Regions from separate parts of the Bos taurus genome. Here region 1 is linked to region 2. The links are chromatin contacts, called in public Hi-C maps. All regions are on one chromosome and are shown on one strand. The core of a region is the stretch at or near the end of the contact, and the rest is flanking DNA. Distances in the headings are between cores, read along the strand shown.

Evidence for each region. A called contact is a pair of places that touch in the nucleus more often than the background predicts.
Region 1: a Hi-C map of liver shows a contact between it and region 2, with 2.2 times the contacts expected there. The contact joins the enhancer-like site here to the promoter of MB21D2 in region 2. A contact is called at or near these places in 2 of 11 Hi-C or Micro-C datasets (liver and skeletal muscle).

The regions. Positions count from the first base shown.
Region 1 is chr1:74,575,519-74,582,541 of ARS-UCD2.0, reverse strand. The region is part of intron 1 of MB21D2 (Mab-21 domain containing 2); the gene reads right to left. Among named protein-coding and RNA genes, the nearest start is that of MB21D2, 90 kb to the right of the region's middle. Within about 2 kb of position 5,286, at least 14 of the 102 cell types and tissues checked have an H3K27ac peak or open chromatin away from gene starts, as enhancers often do. A contact at or near this core is called in liver, where this site is marked.
Region 2 is chr1:74,485,135-74,492,680 of ARS-UCD2.0, reverse strand. MB21D2 (Mab-21 domain containing 2) reads right to left here and starts at 3,657. Exons shown (of 2, transcript NM_001205856.1): 1 at 3,447-3,657. The coding sequence starts at 3,657. LOC104970906 (a long non-coding RNA gene) reads left to right here and starts at 4,152. Exons shown (of 3, transcript XR_009495076.1): 1 at 4,152-6,516.

The DNA of each region.
Region 1 (7,023 bases), core at 4,037-6,536, 88 kb before region 2:
CTGGGCTTCCCAGCCCCACTTGAACCACTTACGTGCTTTACATACTGGGCTTCCTCTGATGCTTCTATGGGAAGTAAGAGTCCTACAGTTTTAAAAGGGAGAAACAAAAAGCATTGAAAATCATTGCATCCTATCAAGCTGGCTATTTCTCAATTCTGCCTGAGGCTGGCCTTCAGCAGGCAAGTAAATCAGTTGCTTACAAAAGATCTAGTCTACACAGAACGCTGTTGCGGGGTGGGGGCAGGGGGGGTCCCTCAAATTCCCTGCTCGAATCAATGCAAAGCTCCAGAAAGACTTCACTTTATGCCAACTTTGCTCGCTCATTTGACTCTCGCTCCCCATTTCCAGGTGTTCCAGGCAGGCTGGGGGCTGGCAGTAGGGCAGGAGCCTGGAACACGGGTGCTCACGTCAGCACCCTGGGGAGAAGCCGGGATCTGAAGCCCTGGGGCCCATTCTGAGGGAGTCCAAGCAGGACACCCAGGCCCAGCCCTGGTGCTCCCTAAGAGAGGCCGACTCACAGCCCCCAAGAGAGCAGTCAGACAGGCTGTTCTTTAATGTTCTTCCTGACTAAAAGGAGTGATTGTGTCTGAGCTGAGGGAAAGGAGGAGGAGAGGTTTTAAGAGTAAGTTTGTAGCAAATGGACACAATGGATGGAAGGCTAATGGGTGCCACTGGGTATACAGCGCAGGCCCTGAGGACATACACAGAGGCAAACAGAGCCTTTGGGATGGGCTGTTTCTCGAAAACTCATTAATACTAAGGAGCAGATGGGAAAAAAGAAAGCGAAGACATGATGAGAACTGATGTGACTGAAGCAGAATGGAACAGAACACATCTATCTTTAATCCCCCCCAAGACAACAATGCCTAAAACATAGAAGTTTGTTTCAGATCTTTTCAAGGACCTCTCCAAGTCCAGTGGGCTTTTCTGGTGGCTCAGTGGTAAACAGTCCACCTGCCAGTGCAGGAGACTCAGGTTTGATCCCTAGGTCGAGAAGATCCCCCTCCAGTATTCTTGCCTGGAGAATCCCATAGACAGAGGGGCCTGGTGGGCTACAGTCCATGGGGTTGCAGAGAGACTTAGCGACTAAGCAGTAACACAACTCCAAGTCCAGTGGTGAAGCTCCAAGTTTCAGGGAAAGGATGTGCGGGGAAGTTTCTTTCAAGTGGTTAGAAAGAAAAGAATGGGTGCCGGATTTACAGCCAGTCTCAGGGCAATGACTGATTTGTCACCTTCCCCTGATATTGATTCTCGCCTCAGACAGATGGCAAGTGACTGCAGATGAAAGCACGCAGGCCTTGGTGGCTGCTCAACCGGGCTCTGAAAGCTTCCCCAGCATCCTGCCCTCCTGCCTGCAAAGGCCCATCCTCTTCCTCTGTGGGGCAGCTCAGCTGGCCTCAACCGCGCACGCCTGCAGGTAACACCCCTGGGGTACCTATGCTGCAGCCTTGCCACCTGTTCTCCATTCCCAGAAATCTACTTAAAACACACACACACTGAGGAGTGTGCCATGATGCCCCCTTCAAATAACAACGTCCCCGTCACTGATGTGAAAACTCTCCTTGATGCTGCGGTCTTCAAGATACTGCTAATGCCTGCATCCAACCACTCCTGGCCTTTTAATAACAGAGCTCATTTAGTGAGCATCTACTTTGAGCCAAGGATTCTTAATGTATTATCATTCATTTTTATGCTGCCACTGAGTGGTTATGAAGAAATGGAAACTTGTGAGGTTAAATAATTGCCCAAGGTCACATGGTCTGTGGATCTGATCTTTGAACCCAGGTGTCTGATTCAGAAGAGAGTTGACCTGGGAATTCTCTGGCAGTCCAGCAGTTAGAACTCTGTGCTTCCACTGAGGCACGGGGCATAGGTTCATTCCTTGTCAGGGGGCATGGGATCCCTGCATGCTAAGTGGTGCCACCAAATTCATATATATAATAAATATTTTGTAAAAAGAGGAAGACAGCTGACTTACAAACATCTCATACATGTCAGTGGGAACAACTAACCATATCCCATTTCCCCCTTTTCTTAAGCTCCTTCTCACAACTCCAGGGATATGACAAGGGAACTAAGGTTTTCAAACACAAGGGGGTACAGAAATGAAAGAAGCTGGGGAGTCTAGGGGCAGCCCGGGAGAACTGAAACTAGAGACAGATATTCAGGCCTGGATTTTCTCTTTTCCCTCTCCTCTTTCCTGAAATTCTACCCATTAAGTTCATTTTCACAATTAAAAAGAGAACATGGAAATTGCTTCTTGGACATTAAGGTGCTAATTACCATTTCTTCCTTAATATATAAAAGTGTTCAATAGAAGTGAGACATTCCCAGGCAGTGGAGACCACCTGCCTGGCTGGAACGGGAGATCTGAATCAGAGTATATACTGTGGTTTGTGCTGAAAGGCCCTGAGACCTCCCAAGGCCAGGTCGAGGAAATGATGCACCAGTTTCAAAACTGCTCCTCTTCCTTCCTCCTACACTAACTCCTACCCACAGCTCAGGCAAGGAAGACAAGTTTTAGGGCTCAGCTGATGACTGAGTTAAAATGGCACCGGTCAACCAAAGCATTGTTTTTTTTTGTTTTTTTTTCAGAAGGAAATATGTGATCTGATTGCAAACAAACAGATTCATCATATTCCTAAATGTGAGGCTACCAAGAGACATTATTCCCAGTAAGTTATATAGAAGCTAATTACATGAGCACAAGCAAACTTAATAGAATCAACGCAAAGGAAAATGGGGAGTGAGGGAATCTGCTTAGATTCTTCACTCCTACAGAAGTTGTTTCTGAATGTGGTTGAAGAGGAGAGCCTGTGAACCCTGGAGAGTGACTCCTACTGTTTCACTTTAATTATCCATTTCTCCTCAAAATAAGATGCAATAAAAAAAGTAATATTAGTTCATTTCAGGCCCCAATTTTTATAGGCATGATGAGACAGAATTCATTATTAAAACTAGATCTTGCCAACTAACTTTATTACTTCTGTGCTTTTTAAACATCTACCTAGAAGTTATTCAACAGACACAAGAGCAAATGTAAATCACTGGTTTTGTTAAGTGTAAAGTCCAATATCAAGTAACCAGGAGGGAGCATGAGATCCAAAAGGATGAAGAGGACCAGAAAAGGAGAGAGCCTGACCTATTCTCATCGAGCTGGTGATACTCCCTGCAGCCACTGGCAGACCATTTTATCTTTCATGGTTTTGCTTCTCTGTGTGCAAACGAGAAGGAAGCATTCATTACTCACGTTCATCCATCACAAAAGTTCCAGGGTCCTTAGAGCGTCTAGTCTCACCACTTCATTTTCCAGATGACAACACTTAAGAGATGAGAAAGCCAAAGCTATGCTGCCTATGGTTAAAATCCACAAAGCTAGTGAGTGTCAGCGCTTCAACCAGATCAAGGTCTCCTATTTCTTAGACCAGCACTGACATGCTGGTATAAGAGTCAAGTTCGACCACACAGAAGTGCTGAGAAGGGCTATAAATGCACAAGCCTAAATCCTTTACAGGACAGCCTAATCATTGCACTAATACCAATAATCAGTTAGCATGCAGTTTCTCTAGTTTCTCCTAAACAGATATGATAGAAGGTTACAATATGATAAAAGTCACTTTTGATACACTTAGAAGCCACTCTAGTATTCAAAAGTTAAACTGGCATTTTTAAAACATTACTTTCACACTGAATATCCTGAGTTCTCTACTTATAGGCAGATGTAACCAGACACATTCAATTTAAAAAAAAAAAAATCAAGATTACCTGCAAAGAAATTGTTTAGAAAAGGTTTAATTTTAATTAATGCCATACAAAAATGAATCCCAATCTGCTTTAAAAACATTGAGTCTGATAATAAATGTCTGATAATCTCTAAAATGACTTGTAGCTGGAGGATTCCTAAGTGGGTATAATCACAGCTTAACAAAATGCATCTCTCCAAGATAAAGAGTACTCTTCTGGCTGAGAGTTGAAGGGACAGAAAAAGGTTACCCATGGCTGGTTTGGACTTCAAGATTCACATATCTGTACATAAAAGGTTAATTTCAAAAGTTCAATACTTTTGCCAACCCATTTTATTAAAATCCATTTCTGCTTTTAAAGGAAAGTAACATTAAAAGATGCTCAGTTGCATCTGACTCTCTGCAACCTCATGGACTATATAGCCTGCCAGGCTCCTCTGTCCATAGGATTATGCCAGTAAGAAGAGTGGAGTGGGTGGCCATGCCCTCCTCCAGGGGATCTTCCTGACCCAGGTACCAAACCTGGGTCTCCTGCATTGGTAGGTTCTTAATCACTAAATCACCTGGGAAACCAGAATTTAAAAGGTTGAGAAAGTGTAACAGTCACGGAAGTAATCACTGACTCCTATGTTAAAGCATAACAAAGATATTTCTACTAGAAGGACATCTCGCAGATAGCCTAATAACTTTCAGGGCAGAAAGCCCTGGGAGGTACACAGAGGAAAGTCCATCCAAACATTCTTCCTCCCAATCTTCACCTTGTTTCAAGGAGCAACTTAAAATATTACATCCTCTGAGCAGCCTTCCTTGATTCCCTCTAGTTACTACCATGTGCTGCCCCAAGCTTATCCCTGAATACACTCTGCTTACTTATCCAGCTCCCAATTAGAATGTCAGCTCCTAAGGGTAGGGGGCTGGTGGTGTTCTGGCCCATTCCCTTCTTTATTTCTAGTGCCCAGCACAGTAACTGGCCAGAGCGAACATCCAACTGCCTATTGAATGAATGGAAACAATGAATGGGGGGAACAGAGGCTTGGATGAATGTGTGTGGGGGGAATGCAATTCATTTTAGACAAATTCTCTTGCCAGGCAAGTAAAAACACAGCGTAGAAGAGACCTCAGAGATCATCTGGCCCAACCCCCTCATTTTCCAGAAGCCAAGTAATCCTGGCATAATACTGCATGAAATACAAGTGAATATTTCAGAAAACATGTGAAAAAATATTAGGAGAAGTAAACAATCTAATAAACCAAGATACCAGCCCACACAATCTGCAAGCAGAATTTAAATAATCAAAATGTTCACAGCACTAATTTTATTTGGCTTCTCATCAGTGCATTCAAAAGTGTCCATTTATTACCTGGCAGTGTCAAGTCTCCCTCATTCAGGCTCAATTACTTAGTATGTAGATCAGGCAAGATTCTCCCTTCCTCTAGTGCCTGTGTTTCTCCAGCTTTTCAATGCTCATTAGCACCTCCAACAGAAGGCTGAGGAAATGAAACTCCAATTTATCAATGTCAACTGTTGAACCAGCAAATTGCTGGTTCCCGCCCCCACATGGAAGTGTTTGGACAATTCTGAATCAACAAGATGCTGGCAGCTGTGCTCCTATGGTTCAGTAATTGCATTGTTTCCTACTGTGCTTTACGGGTTGTGAAATGAATTTATTAAATAATCTACACAAAGGGAGCATGGTGTGGGCTAGTGGAAACAGCTCTCAGCTGGTGTTAGGAGACTGTTCCACTTCGACCACTAGCCTTGACGTCAGTTTTTCTAGTCCTCAGGCTCCTAACTACCTAAGAGGATAATTCTGCCCTAAGCCGCAGAGAAATCTCTGGCACCTAAACCATTGTCTTATGGTGCTTGACAGAATGTACTAGAATCTGTAATCGACCACTTCATACTGGAAGACAATGGTTACGAAAGGAAAATTCAGTCCACACACATGAAGTATATAATGGAAGGGACTTAAACATACCTAGGGTAGCAAGAGTCGGACACGACTGAGTGACTTTGACTACCACTTGACTACTAGTATAGAAACCAGCACTATTGGTAAGCTTGCCAGTTGGTGTTTTGCTAGCTGTCTTGGGCTATTAAAACCAGTCGGTGTTTCGTAAATCTGGCTGTGTGACTGAATGAGATGTTTAAGTGAAGATGAGAAACACTTGGTATATTATTACAACTGCAAAAGAGGAAAAACAAGTAAAGTTTAATAAAATCAACCCTAAGCCTCGTTGACCTTATTTCTGTTAGTGTTAAACCAGAATCTCAAATCTCAGAAGGCAAAAGGATTTGGGAACATCCCCAAAGATCCGCCCTGCTGAGGGGTAGAAGGGAGAGTCTGCTCACTCGGCCGTGTCCGACTCTTTGTGACCCCATGGACTGTAGACTGCCGGGTCCCTGTGTCCATGGGATGTCCCGGGCAAGAATCCTGGAGTGGGGTGCCATTTCCTACTCCAGGGGATCTTTCTGACTCAGGGGTTGAACCCACGTCTTTTGCATTTCCTGCATTGACAGGCAGATTCTTTACCACTGTGCTACCTGGGAAGCCCAGGAAGGAGAGTCTCACTGGGCCCTAAACAGTTCAGGGTCTTTTCTGTTGTTGGTGTATTTTCTTTTTTTCCTGGATAATAGTGATGATAAGTGATGATAAGACTGGGAAAAAATATCTTCCCTCCAACTGGGAGTTTGGCGCTGATTCAGGGCCCATTGTTTCCAGTCCTTTCCCGTCCCTTCTTAAAAAGCAAAAAAGTTCAAGTAAGGCGGCTTTCTCTCAAATTAAGAAGCAAAATTCCACTCCCTTCCAAATGCTGCCATCAATTATTTTATAAATAGGGCTGGATTCAGGTCCACAAGGTTTACTGAAGTCTACACATAGCCCAGTGGTTCTGGCCAGGCGGTACAATGGCTGACACAGCAATACCCCGGGTTTGATCATTTCCACAACGGGTGTCATGACTGTTAATGTGTGTCACACACAAACCCACGGCTGCCACACTGAAGCCTATCACAGCTGGGCAAGGTACTTTAGTTCCCAATCTCCTACCTACACTGTGCAGAAACCCTGAGAGGTAGGTACTAGGATCACTGTTTTGTAGACAGAGAAGTAGTAACTCAAGGGCATGAAGTTAGGAAGAGATTTGGGTACTCAAACCAGGACTGGCTCACTCCAAATCTCACCAGCTTTCTACAACAAGATGTTGGTGTGAATCTCTGGGATGATTTGTTCTTTCTAGACTGGACGACAAAGTCCTGCCAGGCACCCTTCCAAATAAA
Region 2 (7,546 bases), core at 2,408-4,907:
CCTCTTCCACTTATTAGCCATGGAACCCTGGATGATTCTTAATCCTAGTAAATTTCAATATCTTTATCTGGATAACAGGAAAGCAATACCTACTTCTAAAGTTATGTGAAATTCCAGGCACCAAGAAGGCAGTCAGTAAGTGATGACTCCTCTAATGACCACACCATGGTACTGACCATTTGTACTGAAGGGGAAGTATATGGACTGCTTGTTTCTTCCTGGTTCTTCTAGCTTCTGCGTAACCCCTGTTCTGCATCTGTTCAATAGGGATACAACCAGTCTTCATCCAACTTCAGCAGGGGAATGAAGATAACAAAAGAGCTGGCAGAGATATTATGCAAACACCAAATATTATTAAAACATTAATGAACTCTGGCAATTTCCCTGAATTTTGATAAATGGCGTTTATTATGCACTGCCTCTCCCACAATCTGGGCTCTCAAATATTAACTAGATAATAACAGCAATCATTCTCCAAAAAGACCAAGGTGTAGAGAAATAAAAAGCGAATCTAGATGACTCCCACAAACACCTACTTCCAAAGGAATCAGAATCTCCGGACAGAGAATGTTAGGACAGACCACAAAGCCACTGTGTGCCCAGTAGTGGGCTCAGACCTATTCCATAGCATATGCAGACCTCCACTTTGGTAGGGCAGTGGAGTTTCCTGGTACTGACAGGTCACTGTTTATGACAACAGTCTATATCACCACTTTGCTCTTCTGCATAAAGTTAGCTCCAATCTAGATAAAACAAAAAGGATCTTGGAAGCTGGGGGTGCTTATTCCAGGCTAAAAGTCTCAAACAGAGAGTGGCTGGCTCCTGCCAATAGCCTAAAAAGAGAGGTAGTGTTATCCACAGTTCCATTAAAGAGGTTTGCACCAAATTCCCCTGTCATTTCATTCTGTGTGAGGGGATCATGTTTTTAAGCTGCTGACAATCCTCAGGTGCTGCTCCAACAGAGGCAGAACAAAGCCAGGAGGACGCAACCCCACATCTCCCCTCACCCCAACTCACAGAAATAAGGGCCTGGTCCCACCCCTGTAACACCTTAACAAGCTGAGGGTTATTAAGACACCTCATTCGCATATTCATTAAAGACTCTGAGCTGTGGCAAGTGAAACAAAGTGCACAAAAAGAGATTTTGTTTTTTTAAGCCCAGCGAAAATCCGCTTTAGAAAAAGTAAATCCACACGGGGACCCTTGCTGTCGCCAAACCTTCACTTGTCTAGAGCAGCCAGCACCTCATTAAAGGAAAGCAAGCAACACACAAATGAATGCAGCACCGCACACAGGCAGGCTCATTTCGCCATCTGCCTTCTAGTGTCCAGAGGGGTAAGAGGCTTAAATGATATTCTCCTGAATTTTTCTCTCCTGCAGGTGGAAACATCAGATTCCCAGGGGGCGAAAAAGACCGCTCTTGCAAGATCAAGTGGGTAAAAAGGAATAAAAGGGAATTTCGTTTACCTGTCAACACACTCATGACATTCAACACAAAATGAATTAAGCAATAATTCATTTGCCATTCATATCTGGGTAAATTTGTGAAATCAGTGTATCAGCTGTGGGGTTAACACAGAAGTTCCTAATGAGCTGGGCGTTTAAACTTAACCCCTTCCCATAGCCTCCCCTTTTCTGCTCCTTGAGTATCCCTGACTGATGGTGACCAAGCACCTTTTCCTAGTGAATGACCTAGAGCAGGAGACATCGGAATTGATTTGGGGGCTGTAAAAACACAACGGGCAATTTCCATTAGACACGCTGAAGAGAGAGGCAATGATTAAACAACTTAAATAACTGCCCTGAGCATTCTCTGTGTATCCTCACCCTTCTGACAAGCACCGTGCTGGTTTTCAGATCTGAAAGCTTTGTAAGCTTGTAAAGTTTCCCTCTGGAATCCCATCCCACCAGAAGATTAGGGAGTAATTTAAACACACGCACACACATATACACACCCCACATTTGTCTAAATACTAGCTGAATCGTCGAATATCTCAACAGAGTGCTTTCCAACCTCATACACAATCTAGGAACACTTGGGGAGAATGGAGCAAAAGGTAAAATCCAGCCCCAAGTTTTAATGTGCTTCATACAACTTCCCAAAACGTTACTACCCTCCGCGGCCACACGTTCAACTTGTATTACCCACTTCTTGGGCTGTGGGGAGGACGCAAACCGAGACGGAAGGTACACTCTGATAGAACTAGCAACGAGAGGAGGCAGCCGGATGAAATCCAATAGATGGCAGGACGAAGGGAAAAACTCAAGTCTTCCTCTGCAGTCAAAGACCTTTTCAATGAAATTTTCCACTACCTGGTAAACTGCCCAAGAATGTGTTTGTCTAGCTCACAGAGACACGAGGCAGGCAGCGCTACACTGGAGTCCCAGTTCGGTGGAGTGTTAACCCCCAGGCCACGTACTGCATAGCAGCCAGAGTTGCCTCGGTGAGCCGCAAGCTACGTGGGAGGCTCCCACCAGCGGGCTCTCACAGCAATACCCCGAACTACAGGATACTAGGGGGTTATTCGATCGCCCTGCCCGGCTCAATTATTTTCCTATACACAACATTCAACAATCTGTTAAGGACCTGTAGGTGCCAGGCTGGGGGATGGGAGAGGAGCTTTATTCTAATCCAAACGTCGCCGAGGTTCGAAACCCAGGACACCTCTCTCGGCCAGCGAACAGACAGAAAACAAAGAGCAAGGGGCTGGCGATCCTCGGGGTCAGAGGTCTAAGCGCGGTCATTTTCGAGCTGGGAATTAGGAATTCCAAGCTTAGCAAGAACCCTGGAGAAGCACCGGAAATGCTTTGAACCGCTTCAATGGGAAATCTATTTGCAAATCAAAGTTGCAGGAACTCCGGGCGCCCAGCCTACTCGAGCGGGTTACTAGGGAACACCCAACAAGTTTGGCCACCGGGGGCTCGGCGTGACAGCGCCGCGCCGCAAGACTGCTCGCAACTTGTCGCTCGGGAGCCGAGCCAGAGCCCCAAGCTGTCTCCGCTCCCCGAGCTCCAGACAGGACCTGAGACTCGGCGCAGGGAAGGAGCACGTCCGTGCCTCCGGAGACAAATCCCTTCATTGAAGGCGCCGCGGGTTCTCATCTGGACCGCACGGCTTCCAGAGGTTTCCCCTCAACAGTGAGCCGTTTCACCACCAACGCTTCACCTGCCTACCACCCCCAGTCGGCGAGAAATTAACAAAAGAGTCAGTAGTCGGGGGCGGTGCGGAAAAGGGACCCGGGGCAAAGTATAGTTAGGAGGGAAGGGAAGGCGGCTCAGGTTGCGGCGGAGAAAGAATGGAAAAGGCAGAACTGAGATGGGTTATACCCCAGGCACCTGGCTCCGGGAAGAAAATAAGGAAAGAGCGCACGAGAAGGGGGAATGGGTTCTTTACCCTGCTTCCCATCACTCTCTCACACACACACCCCTCTCTTTTTCCTCCTTACCCAGCATGGAAAAGATGAAATCCTTAGCTGTGTGAATCTCCAGTGCTCTCTGGTCGTCATATTCCCGCTGGTCGTGCTTCGTAAATTCTTGGATGAGTTTGTTCAATTCCTCCACCCGAGCTCCCGACCTGAAATCCAGCTCCGGGAACGCAGGCTTGTTGTTACAGCCCAGGGAGGCTGCCTTGCTGGCGGTGGGAGCCGCCATCTTCATACAAAACGCGCCGAGTAGCAGCTCCGCGGCGGCGGCAGCACCCACCCCCGCCCCCCCACCCAGCCCCCCTGGGCCTCCTCCCCTCGTCGGCTCCTTGGCTGTGACCCCGGCCCGTGGGCGGGCTGGCGGGCCGGCGTCTAGGCGGGCGGTCCCGGCTGGGTGCGCTCCGGGCGTACGGGCTTCAGGAGGATCTGGACTGCAGCGAGAGTGCGTGTGTGGCCCCGACACCCTTTCCTGCGGCCCCAAGCCGGCCCAGATGCAGTAGGTCCCTGCCCTCCCCTGGCCCTCGCTGGCCCCGACTACAGCGGTTGTGGAGCCAACCTAAGCCTCCCCCGGGCGAGGAAAGTGAAGTGGAAACAATGTGAAATTCACCAGCTCTGAAATCAACAAGCTGCCGGCTCCGGTGTTACGGAGCCAGCGCCAGCGTCCCCCATTTAAAGGGACAGCGCACCCAGTGGAAAGAAAATAAATGACAGAGGTCTGCGCTCCATACCACTTGCCAATCTGTAGTCGGGCAGACGTGAGAGATGTAGATGTATTCTTTCTTTGCCTCCACTCCCTTAGGGGGCAGGGATTGCCAAGCGCCTTCAAGGAGAAAGAAGCCTTCCTCTGTCTGATTTTAAGGGCGGTGTCCTGGGCGAGGGCATCCCTATGCAAGGTTTCCGTCTCAAGAATTCCAGCGCCTTTTGATGGTGAAGGAGCCCGCCTTAAGGAATGTAAAAACCAACCTTCTGCCCTCTTCTGCACAGACTGCCAAAAATATTAGGATTAAACGTATAAAAAAGAGTGTCCTCCCTGTCCCGTACAGACATTCCCATTAGCCACTATAGTATTCCTACTTTTGCCCTAGGTAATCAAATTTTCCTGGATAACATCTTATTAAACTTAATATAGTGTCTTAATGATGTTCAGCCCGTTCCAATATTAAGATAGGAAAACCGAAGTGTAGGCGTGAGGAAGGGGAACATAATTAATTGCCCCACGTTCCAGTGAATGTTCAATGACGTGGTGAAAATTCTCAAACAGATAAAATTTGAGCTTCTACTATTTGCCAGGCAGAGTGCTAGAATCTCCGTGGACAGTGATAAGACAAAAGACAAGGTTCCTGAGATGGAGTCATACTCAACAAGGCAGATTCTACCTAAGTCCAAGGTCCTTCAGATGTTTTTACCGTTTATGAGCTTTTTGACTCCGACAATTAGGAGGCCTCCTACTCGTTGTTGTTCAGTTGCTAAGCGGTGTCCAACTCTGCGATCTTAGAAAAGGGTTATCTTCCTTGCTAGTTCTCCAAAATCCAACTTGTCTCTATCCCATAGGCTGGATATAAGAGCTTTTTCTTACCTGGGTTCTCATAGCCAAGAATACAAACTCTTCTGTTAATTCAGGCTCTGTCTTTTCCTATAAAATAGAGGTGATAATTCCTATCTCATAGGTTGTTTTGAAGATTACATGAAATAAAGTGGGCCAAGCACTTAGTGAAATACCTGACACAATAAGTGCTGAATTAAATGTTAGCTACTACAATCCCTGGGTCTGGAAGATCCCCTGGAGAAGGAAATGGCAACCCACTCCAGTATTTTTGTCTGGGAAACCCCATGGACAGAGGAGCCTGGCCAGGGCTACAGTCCATGGGATTGCAAAAGAGTCAGACACAACTTTTAGCAACCAAAACAAGGACAACAACAAACCATGGAGGAGAAGGGTAAAAAAGTTTTTGTTAAGTGAATTGGTAATTTCTTTTTTTCTTTACAAATTAAATGACTGAGTCAATTCCTTCTATGCTTTTTTCTGTAAGCTTTCCCTAAGACCCTCCCCCAAGCTGGTGGCAACATCTTTCTCCTTAGAACCTCCACTGCACCCTTTCAGAAACTTTCATATGCCGCTGATGAATTTTGACCTACTTTTATCATTGTTAATGCAAGTTTCAAACTATGAACTTCCCTAGGATGACTGCATCTTACTCATCTTCAGATTGGTCCCTGCACAAAGGTCCTCAGTGTTTATTGCATCAGGTGTTGAATGAAGAACTTTGGCATAACCAGTTAATTTCTTTTTGGGTTTTCTTCTCTTTGAAACAAACTTTCTCACCCAGCTAATATTAAAGAGGGAATATACATGTCCAGCTGAATGCTGGTGCGCTGATGAGGGAGTTACTTAAAACCCTGGCTTTTGCAGGTCTGCTGTGCTGCCCTGATTTCTCACCTGTGAGAGTATTGCCATTATTTGTGCAGTGGAATAAACTATGTAAGCGGTTGGAACCACGATACAAATCGATCCACTCCTATCTATCAGTTCTTCTCTCAGGATCAATGATAGCCGTCAGTAAGACAGCTGGTTGAGGCACAATCATTTCATGGATCAGAATGATACTAGTTCACCCATTCAAGCAACAACCTCCAACCTAATAGAGTTTGAAAGAATTCAGGCAAAAATTTAAAACACTCTTTCTTTGTTAATTTCCCAAAGTGTGAATGATCCAATGCTCCTCCTTGTGATACTTACAGTCATAGAGATAAAACAGGTAGTAGGAATTATGCCTTGTGACTCAGCCATGAGTCTTGGATGTTTTGAATAAGGAAGTCAACAAATGGTCTCTCTGTTCTTCAACACTATCTGCTCACTTTCCATCAGCCAGATCAGAATTCTATGAGTTATTGACCTTCAGTGAGTCTGTGTATTTGAATAATGTCCTGAACAGTTAACTAAATACCTTTTAAATGCTCTTATACAGCTACAATATGATGATACAAACATCCTTTGTCCAACTGGCAAAACAGGGAGAGGATCAGATCATAATTTCCTGAACTGGTCTTTTGGGAAACTTAAACCTCTGAGTTCCTGTAGACTGAGCTCCTCAAGGTAAGTGCTGTCTCTTTACCTTCCTAAACACCACATTTAATACATTTCTTGGCTCACCTTATGACTTTAATTAATGTGTGTAATGAATGAACCGGAGAAGGCAATGGCACCCCACTCCAGCACTCTTGCCTGGAAAATCTCACGGACGGAGGAGCCTGGTGGGCCACAGTCCATGGGGTCGCGAAGAGTCGGACACGACTGAGCAACTTCACTTTCACTTTTCACTTTCATGCATTGGAGAAGGAAATGACAACCCACTCCAGTGTTCTTGCCTGGAGAATCCCAGGGACAGGGGAGCCTCATGGGCTGCCGTCTATGCGGTCGCACAGAGTCGGACACGACTGAAGCGACTTAGCAGCAGCAGTAGCATGAATGAACAAATTAATATCATCTCTCAAAGACCAGGAAGTCAACATTTAGATGATTTGCATGCTAAGATAAAATATCTCAGTGTAAACTATCTATGGGCTTTCCCACTGGTGCAATGGTAAAGAATCCATCTGCCAGTGCAGGAGATGCAAGAGACACAGGTTCAATCCCTGGGTTAGGAAGATCCCCTGGAGTAGGAAATGGCGACCCACTACAGTATGCTTGCCTGGAAAATTCCACAGACAGAGGAGCTCGGCGAGCCACAGTCTACAGTGTCGCAGTCAGTCAGACACGCACATACAACAACAAAAGCTATCTATGGTTTCCCAACAATCACTTGAGTTATTATAAATGTAGGTATTTCTGCTTCTATTTGTGTAGCCTTTTATTTTTCCCTGTGTGTTATATGGCCTAAGAGAAGGAATGGAAATGGAGAGGAAGGTGAAGAGAAACAGAATAATCATAGAAGATATTTAAGAGTGTCTTGGGAGATCCACTGGTGGCTTAGACGTTAAAGAATCTGCCTGCAATGAAGGAGACTTGGATTTGATGCCTGGGTCAGGAAGATCCCCTGGAAAGGGAAATGGCAGCCCACTCCAGTATTCTTACCTGGGAAACCCCATGGACAGAGGGGCCTGGCAGGCAACAGTTAATGGACTTG